3 separate regions of the Sus scrofa genome follow, and regions 2 and 3 are each linked to region 1. The links are chromatin contacts, called in public Hi-C maps. All regions are on one chromosome and are shown on one strand. The core of a region is the stretch at or near the end of the contact, and the rest is flanking DNA. Distances in the headings are between cores, read along the strand shown.

Evidence for each region. Hi-C and Micro-C count contacts between places; a contact is called where the count stands out from the background.
Region 2: a contact with region 1 is called in a Hi-C map of embryonic fibroblasts, with 2.5 times the contacts expected there. The contact joins the promoter of SLC15A2 here to the promoter of GOLGB1 in region 1. A contact is called at or near these places in 1 of 5 promoter capture datasets (liver) and 5 of 47 Hi-C or Micro-C datasets (embryonic fibroblasts, liver and skeletal muscle).
Region 3: a contact with region 1 is called in a Hi-C map of skeletal muscle, with 3 times the contacts expected there. The contact joins the promoter of EAF2 here to the promoter of GOLGB1 in region 1. A contact is called at or near these places in 1 of 5 promoter capture datasets (liver), 10 of 47 Hi-C or Micro-C datasets (alveolar macrophages, brain, fetal heart ventricle and 5 more) and 2 of 2 datasets of contacts at active chromatin or transcription factors (alveolar macrophages and skeletal muscle).

Annotation. Positions count from the first base shown.
Region 1 is chr13:138,752,317-138,757,123 of Sscrofa11.1, forward strand. GOLGB1 (golgin subfamily B member 1) reads left to right here and starts at 2,487. Exons shown (of 23, transcript XM_021070274.1): 1 at 2,487-2,517.
Region 2 is chr13:138,630,611-138,635,417 of Sscrofa11.1, forward strand. It overlaps SLC15A2 (solute carrier family 15 member 2), which reads right to left and starts at 1,938. Exons shown (of 22, transcript NM_001097514.1): 1 at 1,807-1,938. The coding sequence starts at 1,911. It overlaps EAF2 (ELL-associated factor 2), which reads right to left. Exons shown (of 6, transcript XM_013980937.2): 6 at 1,931-2,065. The coding sequence ends at 2,055.
Region 3 is chr13:138,678,766-138,683,572 of Sscrofa11.1, forward strand. EAF2 (ELL-associated factor 2) reads right to left here and starts at 2,837. Exons shown (of 6, transcript XM_013980937.2): 1 at 2,634-2,837. The coding sequence starts at 2,739.

The sequences.
Region 1 (4,807 bases), core at 1,237-3,736:
CTATCGAGAACCTCCTCTGGCATCTGTTTCTAGGAGTCAATTGGTATAAAGGATGACTACCAGATGGGACATAGAAACAAATGGACTGAAATCTATCCCATATCATATTGGCCTCCTTGGGACACCAGAATAAATAATTCACAGAACAGCAGTCCATCTGTCTTCTGCATAGGTGGAGCATTTATTCCCATCTACTGCCACTGCGTACTGTAAGAAATGAGCAACGCAAGTATGCAAAGTATCTCTCTGCATTTCCAGAGGAAACAGCCATGACTACTTATGAGGGCCAGGGATTTCTGAAGAACAATCTTTTCTTAGGTTCTGAGTATTGGGTATCTGTATACTCTGGATCTGTCTGGTATTTTTGCTGATGTAGGGGAATATAACTGAAAGACAAGACCTCCGCAGGCAAATAGACACAGATACTTTCACACAAAATCCAGATCTCATAGACTTCTTCACTCTTAGGGAATCATGATTAATGAGGATTTTATTTAATGACTGTATTTAAATATAACACACACAGAACAGCTGTATGAGAGGCCTACACATTGTCAGGGAGCAGGTTCAGCTGTTGATGCACTTGCCTGGGTGCCTCATTACTAAACAGCTGCAGTTGATATTCAGCAACATTCCTTGCTTACTGACCTCAAATAAAATCTCTCCGAGAGCCTGCAGAAGCCCTTCAAGCCTCGGCTCATGTTGGGCCCTGGAAGTGCTGCTCTGTACATTCCAGGTTTTAAGAAGTCCAAGAGAATGAAGCAAAAGCCAGCACGCTTGGTCTGTTTTTCTAAAATTACAGTCCCCTGCAGCCACTATACCCCTTCTCTGTTGTATTTTTCCTAAGCATTTGCCATCTACCATATTACAGTTGATCCTTGAACAACATGGGAATTAGGGGCACTGACCTCCTAAAATGGTAAATCCCAGAATAAATTCTAGTCCATTATCCCTATATATGTTTCTTCATTACAGGTGGTTTTGTATTCATGGGTTGAAACAACCACAGGCCAGATAGTGCAGTATTATGGTATTTATTATTGAAAAAAAATCAGTGTTTTCTTAGACCAGGGCAATTCACACCTGTGTTGTTCAAGAGCCAACTGTTTAGTTTTTTCTCTCCTCACTAAATTATTGTTTTCAAAATGGCAGGAATTTGTTTTCCCTTGATCTCAGCTATATCGCCAAGTCCAAGAACAGTACACACTAATTACAGGGGACTACAATTTAGATGGTCACCAGAAAATGCCTTACTGATGTTTGATCCACAAAGATTTATGTAATAAACATTAGCACGAGGATGCATAGGGTGGGCTGAGTGCCTGACACACAGTAAGTCTCAATAAATTCAAATAATACTAATTGTCAAGGGAGTCCCTGATATCACAGGAGCTGGCTACTTTTATTCCTTTCCTTAGAGGCTCTGTGACTGTTACTGGAGCACCTCACTGACTCCTGTCCCAGTACCAGAGCCCTCAACCCTCACCTGCTTAAGGGCCAGTTCTGACACCACTTATTAAAAGGCATTCTCTGGTATTCACTACTTTCCCTCTAACTCAAATCCTTAGAAACATCTCTGATCCTTTCATACAGATGCCAAGTTCTACCTAGTCCGAGTCACATTAGTAAGTCGCTGTTTGTGAAAGTCACTTTAATCTGGTTCTCATTTTTCATCAGTAAAATGAAAAAGTCATATTAGATGTCCTACTTTCCGGTCTAATATTTTATGACTCTAAGAGCAAAACCCACATTCTTTTTTTTTTTTTTTGTCTTTTGTCTTTTTGTCTGTTGTTGTTGTTGCTATTTCTTGGGCCGCTCCCGCGGCATATGGAGGTTCCCAGGCTAGGGGTTGAATCGGAGCTGTAGCCACCGGCCTACGCCAGAGCCACAGCAACGCGGGATCCGAGCCGTGTCTGCAACCTACACCACAGCTCACGGCAACGCCAGATCATTAACCCACTGAGCAAGGGCAGGGACCGAACCCGCAACCTCATGGTTCCTAGTCGGATTCGTTAACCACTGCGCCACGACGGGAACTCCAAAACCCACATTCTTATACCCTCCTCACAGCTCATTTAGCAATCCTAATGGCAGCTGGTTTCTGCAGTGCAGAGTCTCCGCGAAAGCCCAAGCTACAATGTCGATCAGTTTTGACCAACCCCGCGGAGGTATCAGAAGCAATAAGCGCAGCCACTTTACTTTGGAAACACCTGACCTTACCAAGAAGGCCCGCCCTCCCGGCATTTCCGGCTCTTCCCCAAATTTTCTTCCGGAACACTTTCTCGGGTCTGACTCCACCCCTCCTCCACTCTTTAGAGTCTATTGGCTGTTTCTTTGAGGAAGCGGAGCATTTCCTGACTTTGATTGGTCTCGGTCATTGTTGACGGGTTAGGTACAAACAAGGCGTGCCTGGTCTCCCTGGTAACGCCCTGTCAATAGCCCTGATTGGTCCATATCCTAATCCCAGTTTCCGTCCCAACAGCGAGTGGTTGAGTCCGGCAGCGGGGCGCGGCGGAGGTGGGTGTCGTGTACGGGATTCCCGAGCTGACGTGGCTTAAATTTGGGAGGGGGGCAGCTGGAGCCTCCGGCAACAACCTCTTCCAGGTGAGTGGGGGATACTCCCCAACTCCTCCCTTCCTTGAGCCTTGTAACGGTCACCCCCACCACAAGGCCCGCAGGTCTGCCGAAGCAGCCACACTCGGGTCCCCTCCCTGTCCCGCCTCTCCTGATTTAGTCCTGGATCCGGCCCTTTAATCCACCTTCCTTCATCTACAGGGCCTGGTTCCAATTGTTTACTCGCCGGCTGGCGCCGCCGGATGGTTTCAGGGTCGCCCTACACGGCCTCCAGGCACATATGCACTGTCCGCCCCCTCCTTTGGACTTTTCTCCTCTGGGATAGGCGGAGAAAGGCGCTCGGGTCAGCCCTGTCCGCACAGCCTCGTTCCCTAAGCAGCCTGCTCAGGCCGACCTGTGTACGCAGCAGCCGACGTCGGAGAGAACCTGCCCGGCCCCTCTGCGGTCAGGCCCTAAACAAACTTAGTGTCTGGAAGGGGAGGCGGGAGCCAAACAAATCCAAGGTCTTGAGGGCGGAGATCACAGAAACATTGGCGCTATTAACGCAAATGTGGGTCTGTCGAAGGATCCTGGATCCTGCTACTGAGTTGCTGGGGAGGTTCAGAGAGAGGGATGATCCTTGCAATCCCATTAAGACTAAAATCCCAGGAATCGGAGGGAGGTTATTAGAGGAAAGGGAACCCTGAAGAAAGTTCTGGAGGAAAAAGAATTTGATTTGAAAATGGAGGATGTTTATTCTGCATAACAGGTTGGTGTGTAGGAGTGTTAGGGGTAGATAACCCCCCTCGACAAATGAGGAATATATTTGTCTGACTTGAAGAGTTTCAGTTGGTCTGTGGGGAGAAGACAATTTAAGAGTAGGGCAGAGATATTTAAAGATCGCTGGATAAGTACTTTCACTTTTGGAAACAGTTGGAAGCTTTCCGAGCTTTTAAAGAATCTCACAGTTTTGTGCAAGATAGCACTAGAGAGCTCACTACAGAAAGGCTGGAGGCCTTTTCAGAAGCACGAAGTAATTAAATTTGGATGATCAGAATGATTATGAACTGTCAAAATCAGTAAGTGTTCTTTTGGAAGTGACAGGATATGGTCATGGAATAGATATAGGGAAGAGTTGAAGAGAATTCAAAAATTGCAGACATTGTACACTGACTGTTTCACAGCTTTTACGTTTTATTCTTTGACCATGGAATGACCATTTGATGCTTTCCTCTTTGCTTGTTAAATTTGTTCGAGTACATCAGTACTTTCCAAGTATTTTTAATTGCACTATCAGTAATACATATTTGAGCAACTATCCTCTAAATACTGTATACTCAATTATAAATAATATATGAATAACACTATAAGTATGTAACTTATATAATACACAAAACATATTTAAAAGGATAAAAAAAGTCTTGCTGGAGTTCCCGTCGTGGCCCAGTGGTTGACGAATCCGACTAGGAACCATGAGGTTGCGGGTTCGATCCCTGGCCTTGCTCAGTGGGTTGAGGACCCGGCGTTGCCGTGAGCTGTGGTGTAGGTTGCAGGCGCGGCTCGGATTCCGAGTTGCTGTGGCTCTGGCGTAGACTGGTGGCTATAGCTCCGATTCGACCCCTAGCCTGGGAACCTCCATGTGCTGCAGAAGCGGCCCTAGAAAAGGCAAAAAGACAAAAAAAAAAAAAAAGGTCTTGCCTATTTTCTAGGACACTCCCCACCAAATTTGAAAATCACATAAAGGTGTTTACTTATGTTTTTGAGAAAGTTGCTTCTCTGAAGAATCCTCCTTTTTTTTGGGGGGGGGACCTTTCATTTCTCTGGGATGCAGCCTTTCATAAAAATAATTACTGTTAGGATTAATTCTTTTTTCCTTCTGCTTAAATCTTAAAAGTGTCTCTGTTTTTCCCCTTTACATTAGTGGATTAAAAGGATGTTGATTTTATTCTTGTTTATAAAAAAATAAATCACTCAAACTCCTCTAGCTTAACCACTGTTAGTAATAAATTATTTGGGACACATTTCACCACTCATCATTACGTATTAGCTTATTGTTAGGAACCACTATATGAGAGGATGTTAGGGTCTATAATACTCTATTTTTAAATAAGCTTTTAAATAAATCAGCAAATGTGCTTTTGGTAAAAGTAATTTTGATACAAAAGGATGTAATATAAAACCAAAAATCTCATTCTCTTCTATGGACTGACCCTTTTCCCCATTCCCTATTTCCCAGGAAGCAAGCACTGTAAAT
Region 2 (4,807 bases), core at 688-3,187, 120 kb before region 1:
TGACAATACCAGATCCTTAGTCTAGGCCATTAGGGAACTCGATTTTTTTAAAATTTATTTTTTAAAATCACTCTTTAAAGTCACCATAATAGGTAATATGAAGCAATGGCCCCTATTTCTCATGAAACAGCCGGTACCATACTAAAAGTATTTGCATTGCTGATTTAGGAGTAAGAGAAACTATTCTGAATATTACTTTGTTCATCATTCATTTAACATGGAACTTCTCAGGCATCCATGATTCTAGACACCAGGACCTGTTCATCTTCCCACAAGTACTAAATGAAACATCCAGCGCCCCAGGCAGGAGAATAATGAAATTCATTTCTAGGAACAGAACCAAGAGTTGTCCTCTAGAGCATCTGATGTCTAAGCAGTTACACTTAGCTGTCAGTATACTTAGCTCCACTGTGCAGATTAACCTCTGTCCTCACCTGCCCTGTTCACTGTGCTTGGAGGAATCCTGGCAATATGAAGGCCTCCCTCTAAGTGGCTACTAGAGCCAGGCACAGAGCCCAATACAGATTCTTAAAGGTAAGCTGATTGAATACCTTCACCTTGGGCAGAGTTCTTAAATCTTGTCAAATTAAATGTCCATTCTTTCTATAAAAGAGATTCTACAGCATTTTAATGGTAATCCTATTGGGCATTAAAAGTACTATGCTATTTCAAGCATTATCTGTCAGAATATAAGGAATATCATGTTTCATTTCAAATTCCTACCCATTATGATGGCCCAACTAACATGAGAGAGGGATGGAGATATCTGTTCTTGGTTCAACCAAATCTTACCATGAGATTTTTATGGTCTCTTCTTATTAATAAGATACACACACACACACATCTTTGTGAGCAAGCTTAAATTCTTTGGGACCAGAAGAGATATAACTAAATAAATAAATGATAAATTAATACATTAATGTATCCAATCTTTTATCCATATAGATATAAACAACCCTCCTAAATATTAATATACATTAATGTATGATTAAAAACTTGCTTGAAAGATACAGTGAATTAAGTTCTTTACCTTTTAGCTCACAGTTTGAGAATTATGCAACTTCAAGTTTAATTAGCACACTTTTACTAGCTATGTAACACTGTCATTGGCTGTGTTAACATACTGCCCCCGGTGTATCACTACACTTGTCTTTATACTTCAATTCTATTATTCCAAAGAAACTACCACCTCTAGAACACTACCACCTCTTTGTGGTAAGAACTCATTAAATACTGGCTAATATTTCTATATCCTCTCCACTTATAGGATTTTGATATGAAGATTGAAACGAGATAATGAATTTGCAAGTGCTTTAACACGTATACAAAACATTATTATCACTTCCTTGTTTCCCTGTTCCTTCCCCCACTGTAAACTGAAACACATAATAACAGACCTTGGTGTCCAGCATAGACTCTACACACAGGGGGAACTAAGGGTTGAGTTTTTATATTAGTAAAGAAAGAACAATCACACACAGTTCTCCAGAAAGGAGTGCTTGCCAAGTTTCCCTGGACGCTCAAAGTGCTTTTTTTCCCACCCTAGAGAAACTCAGAGTATACAATGAAACACATCAAAGTCTTAGATGCCAATTGAAGAACTCTGACTACCTCTTTCTGCTGCATCCTCTCCTAAGTAAAGGAAACTTCTGTTTAGACTTGGTTTACAGGTTAACTCTAAATCCGAGAGAGAGAAGAGTTTTTAACACTGTAACACAGCTCAGCCTGAAACTCTAGAGGCCAAGGAGGAGAACCAAAAGAGCAAGTATGTTCCTGTCAGAGGCAGAACTGAATCTGAGGACTCACCGGAGATGGCTTCTTTGGAAAGCTGGGGGGTCGAGGTGGTACTTCTTCAGTGGAGACAGGTAAAAAAAGTGTTTCCTTGGATTCATTTTTCTGGAAGGGATTCATGGCTGGCTCCTTACTCTCTCTCTCTTCAAGCATTTGGCTTTGGTAGGCAGTCGGACAGCTGCCAGGCTACTGTGAAAAGGGGGACTGGGAGGGGAAGAGGGGGTGGCTTCGGCAACTAGGTTTAACCCCGTGGGTGTCGGGCTTCAGCAGCTGCCTGCAAAGTAGAAAGCTATATAAAAGAAAGGATCGAGTCTTAGAGACTAGTTCAAAGAATGATTATGTTAAAGGTAGAGCACAAGGAAGAACACCACATCATGGGCTGGAAGAGCATAATGCTGGAGAACTGCAAATGGATGAAAATTAGTAAGACTACACAGACCTGGAGCATAGCCTGGAGCACAGATTTCAAAATTGATTTCAGGGTAATAATAGCCACCACTTGTTGCACATCTACTATGGGCAAAGTTTATATATACATACATATATTATATCTATACCCATATGTTTTAATTCTTACTACTATCCTCGTTTTAAGGAACTAATAAACAACAGGTTATGTAATTTGCCCAATATCATGTGGCCAGTAAGCAGCAGATCTGGAATTTTCGGTATGCCATTACATATAGATTAGTATCAGTAAAGCCTATGGTCCTTTCTCGGGAATGGAGGCTATATGGAAATGTAAACATAGGAACATAGGAATGCGGGGGAACTGAAATGCATTGAAGAGGGAAGGTCATCTCCAAAATGAATTTGGATAGAAAAAAACATTTGGTTTTCAACATAATAAAGTTCAACTAGAAATATCCTATAAGCAATTAAATAGGTCTTGGTCATGTACATTTGGGAATAATTCTTCTACTTTGATAAATTTATTTTCTCACGTCAAGATGAATCCTTCATGACATGAGGAAATACAATTTAATTTGCATAAAAATTAGGAACCAGATATTTTCTAGTTACTATTACAAACATCATTTTCCTTAATTTTCAGTGAATGGACTTCCCAGTGACTCCAGAATATAATATTTATTTCCTATCAGAGGAGGAACAAGAACAGCCATGACAATGATAGATGTACTTTTTACAGTATGATTTTTGCTAAGTCAAAGAGGCAAAATAAGAACAAGAGAGTATGGTGTCCATCTAGCTGTCAGTCAAAAGAGAAAGGAAAATAATGGCAAGACAGCAAGAAGAAAAATGAAGACTAAACCAACAAGGAAGTCAGGAAACAGGGGAATGAATTATTTTATTTTAGAATATGAGAGAGAACCTATGACTCTATTCCCTGTAAAGTTCTTCCATTACCTGTTTGAGTAATTTGTTGACAAGTAAGGCCAGAATAAACTCTATCCTCTCTTTCCTAAACTCTATCTTAGACTTTGACCATATTTTCCCAGCTTCTAGTATACCTCTTATCCCACTTCTCTCCCACCAATGAAAAAGAGTCCAGCTTCATTTCAGACTGTGACATTAATGATTAAGCTGTAGTTATTCTTTCAGGAAGCACTGCCCTTTCTGACCTAGTTTGGTTAATGACTCTAGATGCAAAACAAATGAACAGTCAGAAGTTACTGGTCAAGTTAACCACTAGAGGCACAAATGTCTTTAAGATCTAATTATATCAGTGGCTCCCCTTGCTCTGACTTGATAGCATTTGATCTGGCAGAGCAAATGGAATAGCACCTGTGAACAAAGCACCAATTCATTTGTGCTCATAGGTGCCCTAAATATCAAACTTTAGAGTATTGGCATTGGTTCTCATACTCCTTTGTTTAGATGAAATTCTTCTTTTAATTATGCAATACTATGCTAACATTAATAGAATCAAATAATATCAGAGATGGAAGGAAACTTAATCTTGTCCTATGTAAACTAAACTTCCCTAATGATAAAAATCACTTAGGGAGGGAGTTCCTATTGTGACTCAATGGGTTAAGAAACACAGTGTCCGTGAGGATGTGGCTTTAATCTCTGGTTTCGTTCAGTGGGTTACAGATCCAGTATTGCTGCAAGGTGCGGCACAGTTTGCAGATGCAGCTCGGATCCGGTGTTGTAATGACTGTAGCATAGTCCTGAAGCTGCAGCTCTGATTCAAGCCCTGGCTTCAGCTGATTCCATATGCCATGCATGTAGCCATAAAAAAGAAAAAAAATCACTTAGGGATATCTTATATATATAAATTTCCAGAACGATTCTCTCTCTCTCTCTCTCTCTCTCTCTCTCTCTCTCTCTCTCTCTCTCTCTCCTCACACACACACACACACACACACACACACACACTTAAAGGCCTTTCCTTTGAAAATTCTTATTCTCTAAGGAGGTATTTAAGAATGTATATTTTAATAAGCATCTATGGTAATTCTTAGAACAGGGGTTTGGTGAACACTGGTTTAAAATCCTTCTCTTAGTCTAGCCTGAAGAATATTACAGAAGGGCTCAGACTAGAATCCCCACCTTCGAGACCTAAAGCCTTTTTCCTCCTTATCAAGATGCCTCTTATACACCATTTTTGCTAAGTTGAAATCAGATAGAAGGATAAAAGGGAAAAGATCAAAAAGAAAAACAACTTCTGAATAGAAATGAGTACAAACACTTCAGGGGCAAAAAAAAGCAATAAAAGTGGAAGAACCTAAAGTATGTGATAAGAGTAAAAAATACTTGTGACCTCAATGATTATGACAGAAGAGAGATTTTTTTTTCTTTTTGCACCTGCACCTGCAGCATATGGAAGTTCCCAGGTTAACTCCATATCCTTAACCCACTGAGTGAAGCCACATATCAAACTTGCATCCTCACAGACACTATGTTGGGTTCTTAACCAACTGAGCCACAATGGGAACTCCAAGAGTGATATATTAGGCTATGTACAGAAAAGAAGCTCTAAAATGACAGACACTCACATAGTTAGAAAAGGCAATTAAAAGAGAACATGTGTTTAGCAAAGTGCATCAAT
Region 3 (4,807 bases), core at 1,587-4,086, 73 kb before region 1:
TACTTGTTAAAAAGATTATAACGATATTTACATTTAGTGAATGAATGAAAGCTGGAACCATTATGTAAAATTGCTACTGAAAAAACTGTATTTTTCACATATCTATCAATTTAGGGGCATTTCATAATTTTAATAAAAAACGATACACTGGTTGAATTTATTGCTTCATTATAGATAAATGAGCTCAGCAACTTAAAGTGAATTGTCTAAAGCTACAAAGTAAATAGAAAAGTTGAAATTAATATATGTATTTGTGTTCTACTTCATTATGAAGCTTAAACATGAATATATTTTTAAACAATAGAAACAAGTTATTTTTCAATCTTCGTGAGGAAAAATATATCTTTATATGTAATGCTGACAATTAAAATAAAAATAAACTTTTGTTTGCAATTAGAAATGTACACTTTTTTAAAAATAAAAAACTAATTAGGTTCACCTGCCCTGTATGAAAGTCAGATCTACCATCCCTCACTCTGAGTCCATAAGAGTCAGGATCATATGGTAAAATGAACCTAATCTCAAGGACAATGACTGGTTTTATTTTAATAAATCTAGAAAGGTTCTGTCTATTTCAAAAAGAAGACTAAAACTAAGGGTTGAAAACCTTTCTAATGTCTGCCACAGGACTAGAAGTGTGTTCAAACATCTAGGTTTAGTGTGGTTATTGTTGTTGTTTTGTTTATTTTCATTCTTGTAATTGGATCATCCAATTCTCTAATTCTGAAGATACAATTCCACCATTTGGGAAATTTTTGTAAATAAAAGGCTTGAAGCACCTATAAAGTGTTTTTCAAAGGCTGTTTGTTATTTATTTATTTGGGGGCTCACCCTTAAAAAGAGACCTTATACCCAAGTTATATGAAAAAATATTCTCAAGCAAATTTGTATAATCTAAAACCTTGTAGTTAAAAAAAAAAAAAAAAACTAATACTAAGACTAATGCATACCTGAGAAAGAAGAGGAAAGGAGAGGGAAGATATTATGTGAGAGAAAGGCATGGAGAAACCAGATAAGAACTATATCATACTTTTGGAAAATGGGACTGAAGCAGAGAAACTGCACAGCTGTCTCACTGTGGTAAGCCTTGGACCACAAATTATGATAAAGAATAAACAAGGTACACAAAGATCTGTCTGCACATATCTCCTCTGTTTACTCTATCAATTGGATATTAATTCTGCTTAATAAAACCCCTCTTAAAAATGTAAATATAGCCTTAGAGAGTTAAACCTATTGGTTCTTCAAACCTTTACTGTGAGTTAGTAATAATTAGATTGTGTATAACTTAAGTAAACTTGGAAAACGTGAGTTTTAATTGAGTGTTCTAATTGAAACATGAAACACTTCAGAAAAAAACAGCACAACAACAACAAAGATCTCTGAACAGTCTAAAGACAGAATGAGAAAGGTGGAGGGATGAGACTAAGGAAGGGCAGGGCTAGGAAGAGGAAGTGAAAAAATACCTACTTTACAATTTTGCCACAGAAAAATAAGAGGTTTATGGTTCGATGATCTCAAAGTTTCCTTCCCACTCTGTAATTCTATGAGGACTATTATGTAAAGAATGAATGTTTTACATACCAAATCATAATATACTATCTTTTCCTTTCTGGAATCTAAACCATCCAACTATTAAAGTAAAAGAGCTCCAATTTCTACCTCAACAACATGAAAGAGAAGTATATCAAAACTACTTCCCCAGGACAAACAAAAGGAGAAATCATAAGCAGTAAATGTCTTTCTAGTATATTAATAACACACCCTTCAAAACTTTGATAGTATTTGAAAACTGATTGAATGAAATTGGGGGTCCAAAAGAGACACAGATTATTAGAATGATCCAGAATCTCTCTCCAGGAACACACTAAATAACACCCTCATCAGTCAGAGACATCAAAAATGAAGACAGGAAAGAACATTTCCCCACCAACCTCAAGGCATTCACCTCCTCCTGCATAATAATAGTTCGGCCCTTGCCCTCTCCATTTGTCACCTTATTACAGTTGTCGCTAGAATAACACGGGTCTGAACTGCGCAGGTCCAGTTATACGTGGGTTTTTTTTCAATAAATAGTTTATATTTTCATCTTCAGATCTTTAACGTAGTGTGGGGAAATGCTTGTGTCTGATTAGAGATCACAACACAGGTAATTAAAAGAACTAGGTTAAGAGTCCTGATTCTACCCAAAAGGTTTCAGCTTCTTAGGTGAGTCCGGTATCAATTCCTTCGTTTTTGAGGCAGAGATAGGAATACGTGGATATTGCACTGCTTGGGGTCGACGCCCCTATTCCCTGCTTTGTTCAAGGGTCTACTGAATTTTCCTTTCCACCTCTGCATGATCCGCCAGTTACGTCTCTCTCCATCCATAGTCACCCCGCAGCCTTTCTCCACAAGTGGCCCTTCCTACCTGTTGGTCTCACTTAAATCTCTCTGCCCAGAATTACCCACACCTGCTCCACCCAGGTGCTTGCACCGACCCTTCCGGACTCGGGGTATGGCAGTGGACTGCGCTGGGCACCCCATTCTCCCGCAGAGTCAGCAGTCTGTGCGAACACGACTTGGAGAGGGTTGTTCTTTCGCACCCCCATACCCAGAGCTTCCCCCTTTCCCCCGGGGTCGTCCTCACTCACAGCGCACAGTGTGGAAGGCGCAGCGCGGCTGCTTCTCAAAACTCTCGCCTAACTTGAGAACCCGCTCGCGGCTGTCAATACGCGAGGGTCTCCCTGCTCCATTCATTATTCTCCTCGGTCTCTGAACTGCCTCCGCCAGCAGCGCTCACCACCAGCTGCCAACTCAGCCTGAAACATCTGCACTTGCAGCCGCCTACGCAGCCAAAAAAGACTCCGCCCCGCGCCCGGGGAGCGTGGCCCCCACAGGATGCCTCTCGCGTGTTGATTGGCTGCCGCCTTAGGAGTGCCCGCCCCTTGGCCCCGAGGCTCCGGGTCCCGCAGCCGAGCCCCTCCCCCTTCTCACGTTGGGACGCACGCAGCCCCGGGAGGCTATGGTTCTGAGGTACACGGCAGGAGCTGTGTGCTGCTGAGGAGGAACGCGAAACGGAGCGAGGTAGCCTACGTGAGGCGGCGGCTAGGGAAGGAGAATGTCCAGGGTGCCGGGAGGCCTGGACTCCAAGCTTATGGGCCAAGTGACCCGACTTGCAGGAGCTCTAAAAGGAGAATCGGCCTGCTCCACGCCTTTCTGTGGAGATCTGGTGTGGAAACTGAGGCGGGGGAGGGGCGGAACCTGGACTCCAGGCGCGGCGTCGTGCCCGAGGCCTGGTAGCGCCGAAGCTGGATCTAGAATCCTGAGTAAAGGAACCAGTGCCCACCGAGCCGTGGTCCTTGGATCTGACTGGAGGCGACGCCGTTACCTCAGCAAGAGTTTTCTGACCTTATGTTCCAGAGCAGGGTCCCAATGGTCAGGTCCCAGAGGGGAGTAGGAGTTGGGGGTTGGAGGGAGTGGAAAAAGAGTTCAGAGTTAGGAACTACAGATATTTAGGATCCCCTGCGGCTGGTTTGCATTTGGTTGCCTTCGTTTATTTTCTTCACAGTGATGCGTGCAGGCAGTAACGACACGGCCCCCACGAAAGACAAGATTCCCAAAAGATCAGGGCCAGAGCTTTTGCTCTGGCTACAGGGTGATAACATTAATAATTGAAAAATAATTTGTCTTTTTTTTTTTTTTTAATCTGTCAAAAGTTCGTGAGTTTAAGGGTAGAGATGAGAGAAGTGCTGTATGAGAAGAGAAACACTCAAGAGAAAGTTTACAAATGGTTGCCATAACACTGGTGGTTTTTCAGGGTAATTGTATAATCAGACTACTCTTTAGTTAACTTATTCCTTTGCCAAATTTATTATTCCAGGCAAGTAGATAAATGTGTCCCCCTCAACCTATCTGCTTGTGTAAATTATACTCTTTTAAGCATACTAAAGCTGTTTCCTGTGGTAGTTAAGCACCTGAGTTCTGGAGCCAGAATCTTTTATGAGTTTGAACCTCAGCTTCATGCTCTACATTGTGACCTTGTGCAAACCAAAGTAAGTATGTTTGTCATTAAAATTAGGGGAAGAGGTAGTACTTACACCTTAGAGTTGTTGAGAGGATTAAATTAGTTAATGCCTGAAAGCATTTTAAACAATTCATGGCATCCAGTAAACGTTCTCCAAATGGTTATTGTTTTTGAGACTTTACTGTCATGCAACGCTTTAGGACCATTCTTGGTGGCTGCCTTCTCTTCCAAATTTTGAATTACTCTAGGAGGTAGGAATTATTATTTTGTTTACTTTATAGAAAATGGCATAAGCCCAGTCCTTTGACTCTCTTTATTCTTATCAGCTGTGTCATCCGTCTGGCATTTAATGTATTTTACATAATAATTGTATTTTACGTATGTGTATGTATGGATGTTGTGTATACTTTTCTTTCCTGACCAGAACATGATGAGGAAATCTGTCCTATGTAAAAGCTTTGTGACCCTTGCATCTAACGAAGGACACTACACGTGTTTGGTGATGTTTCAGTGATGTTTTGTTATGTTAGAGGGCAAGAACAGTGTTTTAAGCCTATTTTACCTTAAGGCTTTCAAACAGAAATCTGAGGTTCCCATTTTATAACCAGGAGAAAAGTAGAGCATCAAGAAATTGAGATTTTGGACACCCAAAATTTGTGCTTTTATTCATTCTTTCAATAATATGTAAGTACATACCACTTGCCAAGCACTTGTCTAGCCTTTGGGTGGGTTAAGGATCCAGCATTGCTGTGAGCTGTGTTGTAGGTCGAAAACGTGGTTTGGATCCCATGTTGCTGTTGC